Regions from separate parts of the Mus musculus genome. Here region 2 is linked to region 1. The links are chromatin contacts, called in public HiChIP or PLAC-seq maps. All regions are on one chromosome and are shown on one strand. Each heading gives the region's core, a stretch centred on a gene start, on an enhancer-like site or on the middle of the called end of the contact. The rest is flanking DNA. Distances are from core to core; before and after follow the strand shown.

The links. HiChIP or PLAC-seq counts read pairs in DNA pulled down with a chosen protein or histone mark.
Region 2: an H3K27ac HiChIP or PLAC-seq map of embryonic stem cells shows a contact between it and region 1, with 7 times the contacts expected there. The contact joins the promoter of Kcnj5 here to the enhancer-like site in region 1. A contact is called at or near these places in 7 of 39 promoter capture datasets (cranial neural crest, embryonic stem cells, frontonasal cranial neural crest and 3 more), 3 of 484 Hi-C or Micro-C datasets (differentiating embryonic stem cells, myocytes and neural progenitor cells), 3 of 115 datasets of contacts at active chromatin or transcription factors (embryonic forebrain, embryonic stem cells and forebrain) and 2 of 9 other capture datasets (adipose tissue and embryonic stem cells).

What each region holds. Positions count from the first base shown.
Region 1 is chr9:31,956,769-31,963,297 of GRCm38.p6, forward strand. No RefSeq gene overlaps it. Among named protein-coding and RNA genes, the nearest start is that of Barx2, 47 kb to the left of the region's middle. Within about 2 kb of position 3,918, at least 9 of the 459 cell types and tissues checked have an H3K27ac peak or open chromatin away from gene starts, as enhancers often do. A contact at or near this core is called in differentiating embryonic stem cells and embryonic stem cells, where this site is marked.
Region 2 is chr9:32,341,655-32,348,183 of GRCm38.p6, forward strand. Kcnj5 (potassium inwardly-rectifying channel, subfamily J, member 5) reads right to left here and starts at 2,690. Exons shown (of 4, transcript NM_010605.5): 1 at 2,450-2,690; 2 at 568-870. Gm39317 (a long non-coding RNA gene) reads left to right here and starts at 5,819. Exons shown (of 5, transcript XR_870611.2): 1 at 5,819-6,529.

The DNA.
Region 1 (6,529 bases), core at 2,668-5,167:
ACAAAGGGGTTCCCTGGGAATCCCCAAATCCAAAATTTTACCCAGGCTATTGATAATTCTCCACTAACTGATGGTAGGTCCCATTGCTGAAGACAGCACCTACACAACTCATTTTACAAGAGAAGTTGAACCAGTGCCTTCACCCCTACAGACTAGTACCCATGATACTGGGAGGTACTGTGCACACTACCAAAGAAGAAAGATAAACACCAACCCAGATACAAATGCTTAGATATGGGAGTGACCCACTAGTGCAATAGTGGCCCAAAGATTGTGGGAATGACCAACCAATATCTTATTTATTTAAGGACCCACACGAAACACTGCTGAGGTAGCCAAGAACCTGAGACTAGATAGACCAAATCTAGAGGAAAGCCAAATTCTACTGTTCTGTTAAAGGAAGGTAGCAATAAAATGACTCTCAATGACATCCTGCTATACTCATAGATTCATGCCTTGCTCAACCACTATCAGAGATGCTTCCTCCTGCAGCAGATAGGAACAAATACAGAGATCCACAGCCAAACAAAATACAGCAAATGAGAGATTTTTGTTGTTGTTGTTTTTGGTTTTTTGAGGCAGGGTTTCTCTGTGTAGCCCTGGCTGTCCTAGAACTCACTCTGTAGACCAGCTGGCCTCGAACTCAGAAATTTGCCTGCCTCTGCCTCTGCCTCCCAAGTGCTGGGATTAAAGGTGTGTGCCACCACGCCCGGCTTTGAGAGATCTTGACACACTCGGCCCTAAAAGATATATCTCCTTCAAATCTCTCTCCTCAGGTCTCAGGGAACTCTGTGGAAGAAAAGATAGAAAAACTATAAGAGCCACAGGAGAGAGAAGACATCAACAAATCAATGCCTTCCAAACACAGCAGGGCTGGTGCAGATCTGAACTCACAGAGTCTGAGGCAGCATGCACAGGGCCTGCATGCGTCTGCACCAGTTGGGGTCCTGGATCTGAAAGAAGAAGTGACACACACACCCATCCCTAACCAAGAAACTATCTCCATTGATAGCTACTTGTAAATGAAAAACTAATTTTACCAATGGAATCTCACTGGGGAAACAAACCACTCTTAAGGTGGCAGGAGCCATATAGGAGAAGCTAAAAACTAGCAGGTGATCCTCCTGAGATAGTTCTGCCATGGAGTAAAAAAATCTAGGACAGATTTGCTCCTTATGCAAGCCAAGGAAATTTTCATTTTAGGAAAGACTCCTGCTATTAATATGCTTTTCCTGATATTATCAAATATATATATATATATATATATATATATATATATATATATATATATATATATATCACTAGGTATTAGCCCACCCTTTTGAGCAGATTTCTGCAAAACAACATCTTGTAGTGATGCTATATAGACAAATAGATGATGTCTTAATTCTTAATGATGATCCTATAAGAATTCCTAAAATTATATGAGTAATTATTAGGCTCTTTTATAATAGGACTGCTATTAAATCCTTTCTGAAGTCAAAGCTGTGTTGAGAACTCTGCCAGTCTTTAAGTGTCACAAGTTAATTGCTTCTGAGATAGTAAGCAGGCAACTGCAACTTAGAGCACATTCCAAGAGGTTGTAAAACCATTAACCAATGGTTGTAAAAAGGGAACTGAGGATTTACTAAAGGTGCAAGGACAGAAGACAAAATATTGACTGAATTTATCTATACAAAACTTCATTAATAACTTAATGACAAAAGTTATGTTTTTTAACTCTCCATGAGCCTGTAGAACTGGTGTGCCAGGATTTTTCCCGTCCAATCAACTAAAATATTAGTGCAGCAGGAGGCCTGTGATTGGAGAGGAAAAAGGAGACAGAGCTAAGCATTGCAGAGACAGAGAGCATCTCAGGAGACAAGGGGAAGCCAAAATGGAGGCAGACGGACAGGAAGAACAATCTGAACCAGCGTGGCTTTAGATAGCCACAGGTAGTTATGATATCATAAAGGTTAGAATAATTGGGATAATTTGTCTAATCTAGGTGGGCAGGTTTTATCATTATCAATTGGTTCTGAAATTATTGTATTGGCTTCTTGGGAATTGAGAATTTATTGATATATATAAATCTGACTTGTTAATTATAAACTTCTAGAGTTTCGATTTATTGGGTTACTAAAATGTGGGATCGCCAACTACTGGGGTTTATGGCAGAGAGGTAACTAGGGGCTCCAGAGAGAAGTGATCCAGAGCTGGGAACATAGCAATTGGTCACTGCGGTAGCTAGCCAGAGACAGAGCCGGTGGAACCACACCTGGCCAGAGAGTTGGGGTGGCTGATCCTGGGGTGGATGGTCATTGCATGGGGCTGGTGTGACAACGATCCTCCAAGGGAACTCCAACCCTGCCAGAGAGTTAGTGAGCAGAGAGTAGTCTAGCGGGACCATGATGGGACAGAGAGTGGTCTGCAGTAATGTAAGAGGCTTGCTGGTCTACTTTAATATTTCCCACAACAAACTGGTAATAGATGATGTTTAGCTAGATAATTACTCTTAATGGATATGCATGTAAACATTCTCTGTTGTAAACTTCTTATTCAATTTATGTTTGAACTTCTAGTGAACTTTTGTTGAAAAAGGGATGCTTGGAAAAGCCATGTGATCCACTTTCCTAGGAAAGGTACAAAAGACTGGGAAAGATCACATTGGAAGATATAACATTGGAGAGATAGCAATGGGAACGTAACACTGGGAATAAAGGCTTTGGGAGTAAGGCATTGGGAGCAGAGCAGTTCATCAGAGCAGGAGGAGACAGCAAGATTAGAAGGAGAATGCAGAGTGGAATAACTTAGAAAATATAAGGCAACTTAAAAAATTGAGAGAGCAATGTGCAGAATGCAGAGGAAAAGAGGAAAAAAGAAGAAGCTGCAGAGAGAGCAGAAGGAGCAGGCAGGCTTCTCCTTACCATGGGACAGAACAGGTCTTTTCTTAATAACAAGGCTAAAGAGAACAAAGCTTTCTTCTTACAGACTTGGTTTTAATTCATGTAGCAATAAAAGGATAGAAGCTTTTTCTTTCTGTATGCATTAAAGATTGGAGCTCATTTTTCATCCAGAATGAGTGAGTTCTTTCTGCACTGGCGCTTGGTCTTTTGCTCCATACACATATGTAAGTATGGATGTATGTGTGTGTGAGTATGTAATTATGAGATAGTAGGAAAGTTGTGCCCAACTGATTTGAATGAAAATTTATTAATATGTGTGCATTAATTTGCATATGGATTTTTGTACGTTTAATCCATATTTGCTTGTGTAAAAGTTTTTCCTTCTGTGAGTGTGATTCTCTTCTCCTGGTTCAATAGAAGTTTATTGCTCCAAACTTCCCCTAGCCCAACAAATGAGAGGCATCTGGACAAAAGGGAAAAGGTTCTAGCAATTAAACCTTTACTTAATCCCCTACTGTTTTATGGTGAGGTGCTAATGCCAGAGACTGCAGTTTCTGGCCCAAAGAGAACTCAAAGAGGTCAGCTATCACACCAAAGTGATTTAGACTTAAGATAGGTACATGTTTTATTATTAAACAGCAACTCTATCTCAAAACAAACAAACAAAACAAGTCTTGCCCACGCCTATGCTCATCCCTGTCCTCTTACCTTCAAGAGAGAGCCAAGAGAGAAGAAGAGCCGGGTATGGACCACAGCATTACGGATAGGCCCCATGCTCAGCAATAGATCACTATAGCCTCCAGCGGCCATGGAGAACTGGATCTACCTGAAAGGGGAGCTGGAAATGAAAAGGAGTGCAAGAGAAGGATGAAGCTAAGACACAAGTTCTCATCAAGGCACAAAGCTTAATTCTGCAGCTATAAAGGGAAAACCCACAAAACCCATCCTTTGTTTCAGCTGGATTATGTTGCAAAGCAAGCTCAGGGGCAGTCTATTCTTCTAAGTTCCTATAGGAGGTTGCAGGTGCAGCAAAGCAGATGACTCCACCTGGGTCCCATTGTGGCAAGCACTCAAGGTCTGTTTAGCTTGGCTCGAGGCTGGGGGAAGGGCACAGATCACCCACACAAAATGAATGCAGCAGGATCTTTTGGGGGTTCTTTGTCTCCGAATGTTAAGTCAGGGCAAGTGTTTGTTTTAATTTTTCTACCTTATAGGTCCTTTCATGTATACATTAGGGCTTCTGGTTTGGGACTGCTATGAGTGTGTATACATGGTGTCTGTGCATTGATATATATTTCTTCCCCCCCCCCTTTTTTTTTGAAACAGGGTTTCTCTGTGTAGCCCTGGCTATCCTGGAACTCACTCTGTATACGAGGCAGGCCTTGAACTCACAGAGATCTGCCTTCCTCTGCCTCCTAAGTGCTGAGATTAAAGGCGTGCGCTGCCACTGCCCAGGTTGATACATATTTCTTGTGCTTCTTTCTTTGGATCTTTTTCTTCTTTGGTTGTTTTGTCATATTTTGATTTTTTTTTTTTGTTATTGGTTTATCTTATTTCATTTTATTATTATTACTTAGATTCCTGTTTGTTTTCTAAGGAGAGAAAAAGGGATGTAGATTCAGATGGGAAGGGAAGGAAGGAGGAACTGGGGGGTGGGGGGGAATTTTGCTAGAATACATTGTATTAAAAAACTACTTTCATTGAACAAAAAGAAAAAAGAGATTATTGAGCAGGTAGCAATACACAACGGAGGCCAAAGTGAACATCACTTAAAGGAAAGTAGGAAGCAAAGAAGTCTTCACTCTGAGTTTTGCATCCACAATTGTATTTTCGTCATAGATCGCAACAAGCAGCCATGCCCAGCTCTCCACACAAACTATTAGTAGAGAAAGAACCCTTTAACGTTTCCTAGAAATAATCCTAAGAGCACATGAAGAAACAGCAGCTCATGAGAATCTTGTACCAAAGGCAAAGCGTGGTTCAAACACATCCAGCTCCATTTAATCATCCTAACATGTGAGGAGATCGTTCCAAAGCTCCTTCCTTTTGATTATCAGAATATTACAACCACAGAATCAGAGGACATTGGAATTTTCACCAGAAGTCTCTTGCTGGGAGAAGCAAAAGGCGGATGCAGCCAGAGGACGAGTCCGACTCCCTGAAAGAGACTTCACAGTTCTGTCAACATGTCAGAGTGCCCGCAGGAGAGACTAGACCCAAGACAAGGATGAGTCAGTAGGCATGGCTGGACCTTGACCAGGTCTGTGTACTTGTGTATAATTTATCTAGTGCCCTCTACTTAAATCAAGCCTCATTTTAGGACTCAAAAGATGGATTTGGGGGTCATTGGGTCCCTTCATCTCCTCCTCTTCTCAATGTAGCCACAGAGAGTAAATAAATCTCCTTTCTCTGCTTCTCACCATTATTTGCTTCTTTAATTGTCCTATTGAGGATGGGAAGACAAGCCTAGCTTGTTAGCTGCCAGGGCCAATGCTCTGACCCTAACAACTCTGACAACATGCCCTCTCTCCTGACTCCGTACCAACTCTGCTTCAGCTGACACAGCTGAGAACACAGGGTTCCCTCCCCCTCTATCTCCAGGAGGATTTCTTTTCTGCAGGACAAGGACATCACCATTTCCCTTCCTGTCTCTATGATGTCTTGTTAGGTGGGAACTCACTAAAGAGATTGCTCCCTTCTGCTGCTCAGTCCACTTATAAAAAGGATGTCCAACCTTGCTCTTGGCATGTGGAGAAGACTGGAGCCCTGTCACCTTAGCAACGGCCAGTGCAGGGGTGGATTTGTGCCAGAAGAAGCAAAATGGGAGGAGCCCTGGAAGCTGCCCTTATCCCTCCACTGAGTATCTAGGACAGCAAAGCTTGCTGTAGTCAGTCCTTACCCAAAAAACACTAGACTGCTGGCTCAGAGAATTCACTTAGAGAAAAAAAAGGAAGGGGACATAAAAAGAGGGAATTCCTAATCTCCACAAAAAAATTCACTCCTGTGTTGGTTTGAATAGGTATGGCCCCATCGACCCACATGTTTAAATGGTTGGACTTAGGGAGTGGCACTATTAGGAAGTGTGGCCTTGTTAGAGGAAGTGTATCACTGTTGGGGCAGGCTTTGAGGTCTCCTACGCTCAAGCTACACCCAGTGTGACACAGTTTCCTTCTGCTGCCTGCCGATCAAGATGTAGAATTCTCAGCTTCTTCCCCAGCACCATGTCTGACGGCACACTGCCAAGCTTCCTGCCATGGTGATAATGGACTAAACCTCTGAAACTGTAAAACAGCCCCAATCAAATGTTTTCCTTTATAAGAGTTGAATTGATCATGGTGTTTTTCACAGCAATAAAGCTAACTAAGAAAACAACAAACTAAGAAAACCCATTTGCAACAGAGCTTGGAGAAGCAGGTTCTAAATAGAAACTGTGATTGACCATTGGGAGCAGGGGCAAAGACCAAGCTAAGCCACAGACTGGCTGCTCTATAGGGCAAGAGCTCAGGCTATGCCAGCTACGAGGAGCCCTCTTGAGAAAATATCAAGTGCTGACCTCAGAAACCATTTCTATAAAGGAGCGATGATTTTACTACATGTGTTGGTAGAGAGATTTATGTACCGGTAAATTCTTGGAAACAGATAAG
Region 2 (6,529 bases), core at 1,440-3,939, 380 kb after region 1:
AAAGGCTCCAACAATAATGTATTCTTGGTGCGTGCTAGGTGATCAACTGGATGCTGAGCTGATTTTAAATAGTGTTCAGAAGTGGATGAAGTTTTCAGGCATTTGAACTTCCAGCATACCCTCTGGTGGCTTGGTCCCAGAAGGTATTCAGAGTCCCAGAATCTAAGGAGGGAGTGGGAACCGGAGACCAAGCCCACTGCTATGCAGATGACCACAGTAGCCTTAGAAGGCTCCTGAATTGAATTCATGGATCAGAAACCCAGTCATACACTTGTAAGGTCCCTTACAGAGGAACCTTGCAGCCTGTTCATCATGTACCATAAAGAGCAAGGCCAACAGGATACAGTCACAAGGATACCTTATTATATCCATGGGACCCATGAAAAGAGTGTTCTGAATGTCAGGATACAGAAAGCAGCCTCGGGGGAATATACACTGGGGAATCCTTCTGAGATCTGACTTATACAGAGTAGAAATCTCTGCTTTGGGACAGCTCTGGGCAGAAGGGATGACCAACTCCATCCATCTCCCGCCCTCCCTCCTGCCTTCTCCCCTCCCACAACTGACCTGCTTGCTAGATGGAGCATAGAACACACTCATTTTATGCTTAAAGCAGATGTGCTCTTAAGCAAGAAGTGCTGTTTCAGAGTGCCCGGCCAGCAGTAGGTAGCCATCTTGGAGAGGCGGTGGCAGAGTGGTGGGTGCTTTTGCTGTTGGGCAGCTAGGTGGTCAGCGTGGGGAAGATGGCTGGGTGCTGTTGGAGGATGAAGTTATCTCTGGGATGGCACCTCTTTCAGTGGTGATCTGATGCTGCCATGCTCCCAAGTACACCCTGTTCCCTAGGGCTCCCACTGGAAGCTGAGCCTTCCCCTGTAAGATAAGTATATCGGGGACTTACTCAAAAGTCTCTGATCCCAAGGAGTCTAGCTAAGCCTTTGATGGCACAGCCCAATTTAATCCTTTTATAAATCCCACAGCTCAGCTCACCTGCCAGAGCCTGGGAAACCCTGGGTTGGAACTCAAGACTGCATGCATGTAAAACAGACATGGTGGCTCATGCCTCTAATCCCAGCACTCCAGAGGTGGGCAGGTGTCTATGAAGTCAATCTGGTCTACATAGTGAGTTCTAGGCTAGCCAGGTCTGAATAGTGATAACCTGTGTCTCAAATAACAAAGGAGGTGGAGAGAGACTATTGCTAAGCAAAGGCATGGATCCCAGGAAGGTGGTATACCTTACAGGGTTAGTGTTTGGTAATAAGCTCTGGATTTGAAGCCAGGGGCTGGCAAGGACTGTGAAGATTAGAACCTCCCTTTAGAGCTCAGACATCCGTGTACTTTAGTTCCCTCTAGAAAGCAAGAAAACGTAGTTCTGCCCCACAGGTTAACTCCCAGGACCCCGTTCCAGCTCAACACCCCGGTTCTGTAAATATTAGCTGCTGTCCCCTGCTTCTCCGCAGGGATTCCCATGCTCGGTGGCCCAGGCAGCTTGCTTAGGAGAAAGAATAGCTACACTTTGGAGTCAGATACTGTGGAGACTCTCCCGTTGTAATCTCAGTTACTCACCCTCTCAGAGCTGCCATTTCTGTGCTGTGGGACAGGCTTGCTAGTCTCCGTTTAACTGAGAAGAGTCACAGTGAGCATTTGCATTCCCACTGTTTGCCTGGTGTTTGAAAGGTTCCCCTCGATAGCGCCCCGGGATCTTGGTATGGATGCTGGGCAGGCTAGAGTCTCCACTGCCTTTTGGGAATAGCCCATGAAATTTCGAGAAGCCAACACTGAACACTGCTCCACAGTCCCAGGCTAGAAACCCCCCTCCTAGTGGCCTGCCCTTGCGTTTAAAGGAGGCCCTGGCAGAATCAGGTGCTACAGAGCAGATCTCCAAGGAGAGCCACCATCAGGAAAATGCTATAGCTTGTCTTCCTCCACCTTTTATCTTTAACCCTTCTTTTGAACAATTGCAGAAATGTTTTCAAAAGAAGGAAAGCATACAGGTAGTGACCAATTCTGAGAAGACTGGTACCGCAAAGCAGTTAGATTAGAAAGCAGCTGGGGCAGAGAGTCTACAGTCCAGGGGGTCGCCCTACCCGACCATCTCTGCCCCCACCTGAAGCTGTTTCTGGGAGCAAGGTTCTCTCTATCTCCTCCCAAGGCCTGGCCAAGCAAGCCAAAGATGGAAGGTTTCAGTCCCGCAGGTATCCTGGTCTGGTTCTGGGAGCAGGGCGTTTATGGTCCTGGGGAGGCTGGACTCCTCATCTTGGGGAGGCCGGCAGCTAAGGCCAGCTTCAGTTTGTTGAACTTTGGACCACCGGATCTTGTTCCCATCCTGTCTCAACCCGACAGGCTCCGGTAGGGGAAAGCCTTCTTTTAGAACCACAGGACACCTAGTGAGGGTCCGGTTTGGGGAGTCGCTGGGCTGGGGGAGGGACGCGAGAGAAAGGAGACAACTTACTTGTAGCGCAGAGAGCTTCTCCGAACCCTTGGGGCTAACTTCTGGAGATCCTTCCAAGGCGGTGCAGGTGGCTCTCAGGGCTCTCCAGGGGATTCCCTAGCCTCAGGCATTGCCTACGGACGGGCAGACGCCCCGAGCCACTCTGGTGTCGCAGGTCCAGCTAGCAGAGGCGTCTAAACCTCCCGCCCCTTCACCGGTCTGCCTCGCCCTTCTATCTAGAGAGAACAGCGGGAGGCTCTCTGCTGTCCCTCTCCTCTCCGCCCTCCTCTCTTCTCCCTCCCCATCTCCTCCCGTCCCCCCGCCCCCCCTCCCGGGTTCTCCTCCCTCTGTCCCCCTACAATTGAATCTCTGGATAGAACGCGATTTAAAGGGCCACAGGCAAAGGAGAACCACAAAGAAAGGCAGCAATGGGAGAAATGCTTGCACAATGGGGTATATGGTGGAGATGGGTGGGGGCTGTTGGTATCGGGGGTCACAGTCACTTGGAAGGAGTCCGGTGCCGGACGCAGGGCCAGAGAGAGCGGGCAGCCTCCTCCCTACTCTCCTGCCCACTACTCCCCCTTCGCCACCTCCCTCCAAGACCTCCTTGTTGATGCTCCTGTGCTTCTGGCCACGCTTAAGCGAGGGTCAGAGACCTGCGCCACCAGATGTGTGTGAGAGCTTCCCGTGAATATGTGGGAAAGCTCACGTGTACATGTGTGTGTGTGATCGCCCGCGTGTGTAAGCGCCCCCGCACGTGTGTGAGCGCCCGCGTGCCTGTGTTTAGAGGGTGCGGAGGAGCAGACAGAAGAAACTCTTAGGGCAGAAAATTCAGGCTCAGAGCCTTGCAAGGGGAGGGGGGAACACCTGCTCAGTCATTCTGGGCACTTTGAGGGGGCTGTTGTCCGAACTTCCCTGCCTATCAAGAAGCCAGATGCAGCAGGTGGGGGACATTCCCCTGGAAGTCCGGAGTCACAGTCTAGGGGGGGACCTTAAGCTGTTACTGGGTCTGGCTCTTGAGACTGGGACCTGATTATAACTGAAGGGGAAAGTCTAGAGAAGGGAGAAGGGAAGTGGGTCTTTTGTTGGAGCATTCTGCTTAGGGTAGTCTATAGGTGAGTGGGAATGGCTATTCATTGAAATGGATATGGCCTTCCCTTGAAAGGCAAGTGAGACCTGAACCATCTTCAGGTAAGGGGGCTGGCCTTTCCTCCCACTCTCTACTTTCTTCTCTGTTCCCAAAAGTTCTTCTTGTAAAATATTAAAACTATAATGTCATTTCTGTTGCAACGTCCTATGTACATGTGTTGAAGGAAAAAGCTTTTCAATGATGGCATTAAAAGGCCCCCGGCCCCCGAACCCCCGTGTTTCCTCAAGGTTCCACCCACCTTCCAGTCCGTTGTACATTATTCTGTTTCTACTTCTCTGCATAGATCTCTTGAATGTATTTCATTTTCTGTGTGACAGCCTCCATGTACAGACCACATTGGCTGCTGCTCTGGGGGTCTGAATATCCTTCCTTCTGGGAATCCACTGTTAGTCTCTACCCCAGCCTAGGTCTTTCTCATTGCAGGCACAAACCCCACTCTCCCTCTTTTGTGGACTGTTCTTGGCTTTGAGCATAGAGGACTCTATTCTTCAATGAACCGTAGGAAAGACAGGAATGTCACTCACTGCACAGGGAGGGCTGCTGTCTGGGAGAGCCAGCACGTGGCTGTCTGCTGGTGCCTTCACTAGTCCCAACCTTAACATCTCTCTGTCTGTTACACAGTTTTTGGGGTTCAGCACCCAAAGGAGAGGGTTTATTCGGCTTCTGCCTCCACATTCACAGTCCATCACTGAAGGAAGTCAGGACAGGAGCTCAACATGACCAGAACCTGGACTCAGAAGCTGATGCAGAGGACATGAAAGGTGGTGCTTACCGGCTTGCTCATCATGGCTTGCTCAGTCTGACTTAATATAGAATCCAGGGGTGGGACTACCCACAGTGGGTTGGGCCCTCTGCCATCAGTCACTAACTAAGAAGATGCCCTACGGCCAGAGCTTAGGGAGTCATTCTCAAAGTTGAGGTCTCCTCCTTTCTGAAGACATTAATTAGCTTGTGTAAAGTTGCCATGAAACTAGCCAGCACAGCCATTAGGTGTTGGTTTAACGCTCAGTAGGGGGTCTTTAATTCTTTGGTTTCCTGGTTGTCAGGAGTAGCTGGGCTGTGTTGCTCTGAGAGCCAGCTATGCCCAACATGAAGCTTTTTGCTGAGTCTTGGCTTCGTGTTCCACCGTGTAGCAGCAGTGGCCTTTGGATTGCTACAGAGAGCATGGTGCTCTGTCTGCCTCGTGGTGGAACAAAGTAGAGCAGGAAGGTTCTGCTTCGACAGCATTCTCTCAAGGGTTGGGACCTTGAACCAGAGGCAGAACAATCGACGTCCAGTTTTTAGCCTAGGCCTGGATAATGAGAGGTAGTGGGTGGGATTTTTAGTCTCCACTGTTGTTCAGAAATGTAGGGTGGTCTGGGAGTTTCCAGCCCAAGTCTGCGAGAGAGCACAAATGGCATCTAAGGATAAATGACAAGACTGCTGGATGGCTTAGAACTACTTAGAACTACTTAGAGAGCCTGAAAGGTGCTAAGTGTGTCTTTCATTGTCTGGAAATTAATGAGGGCTACAGAAGGTAGCCGGCTGCTGTGGGTTATCACTGTTAATTAGCATGCAGACACACCTCCTCTGTCCTCTCTCATTTGCTTCTCTTTCTTTCTTTCATGAGCAGGGACTGAATTCCTAGTTAAAAAGTTTCTCTTTAGAATATGACACTTACAGGAAATTATTTTTTCACCTATTTATAGAAATTCCATTTGCATTTATGAGGCTAGTAATGTCTCATAAATATTTCCTGCCAGATAAAATATTAATTAAAAGAATTTGTTGAGTTATACTCTCAAGTCCTAACTAAATCTCTTTTAAGACAAATATTTTAAGTACTGTTTTCTTATGCTAGGAGGATCTCTCATCCATTCCCGTGTTTGTTAATAAGCCCTCCAGGAACAGTAGATATCAATCAATGAGGTTTTCCACGATATCTAATTAATAGTCAGCTGGCAACAATGCAACTTAAAAAAAATACTAAAAAATAGGCGTTGCTGATACAACTGCAGCTACTTACAGTAGTATCTCGTTTACCCTCAAGAATTAGCAACCTGAATTTTTTTCTGTTCTTATGGTTTCTTTATACTAAAATTGCACGCGCGCGCGTGTGCACACACACACAGTGTTCCAATCAGTGAACACTGGCCATGCACACAGCAGTCCCTCCTCACTCACTGTTAGACTTTCTCTAGTTTCAGTTCCCAGGAGGCAGCAGCCGTGGTTGGAATAAGCCAAGTGGGACATTTCAGAAATACTCAATTTATAAGTTTTAAATTGCATGTGATTCTGAGTAGCATAATAAAATGTCACACATCTTGTCCTGCCCTATCAAGGCACAGTGTGTCCACACTGTGTGAGAGACGGACTCACCTGGCATGTACTTGGCAACCAATGCTAATGTCAACCTGTCCCTACCTTATTTAATGATAGCTCCGAGGCAACACTGTAGCAATATAGGCTGCACAGACCCCACAGCCGTAGATTGATTCCTTTCAAGGAAACCGTAAAAGTTCCCAACTTTAGAAGAAAGAACTCTCATTAGCCCAAGGTTGCTACAGTTTCAAGAGTAAAAACAAAACTTCTGTCTGTGGAATTTCAAAGAAGAGGAGAGAAGTCTGCGCTAGCTTTCTTGTGGCATAAAGTGTACTGGTCACGGTGAGGAGACATCCCGTTGTGGTGGATCGGGACACTGTGTACTTGGCTTGGATGGAGAGGCCATGCATTTGTGCGTTTATGTGTAGGGAAAGTGGTAAGTGTTCAGTTATTCACTGGGGGCTGGGTGGGGCAGTGGTTAAGGGCAATCGTTGAGGCATTTCACACTCACCTGCAATGCGTGAGACACTTTGGTAGGTTCCTAAGAGAGGGTAAGAAGCATAATGGGAGCCTTGGATCAAAAACACCGCCTATAAAATTGGGAAGGTCAGCAGGTATCCAGGGAAAGTCAAATTCGCAACGTGGGTTTG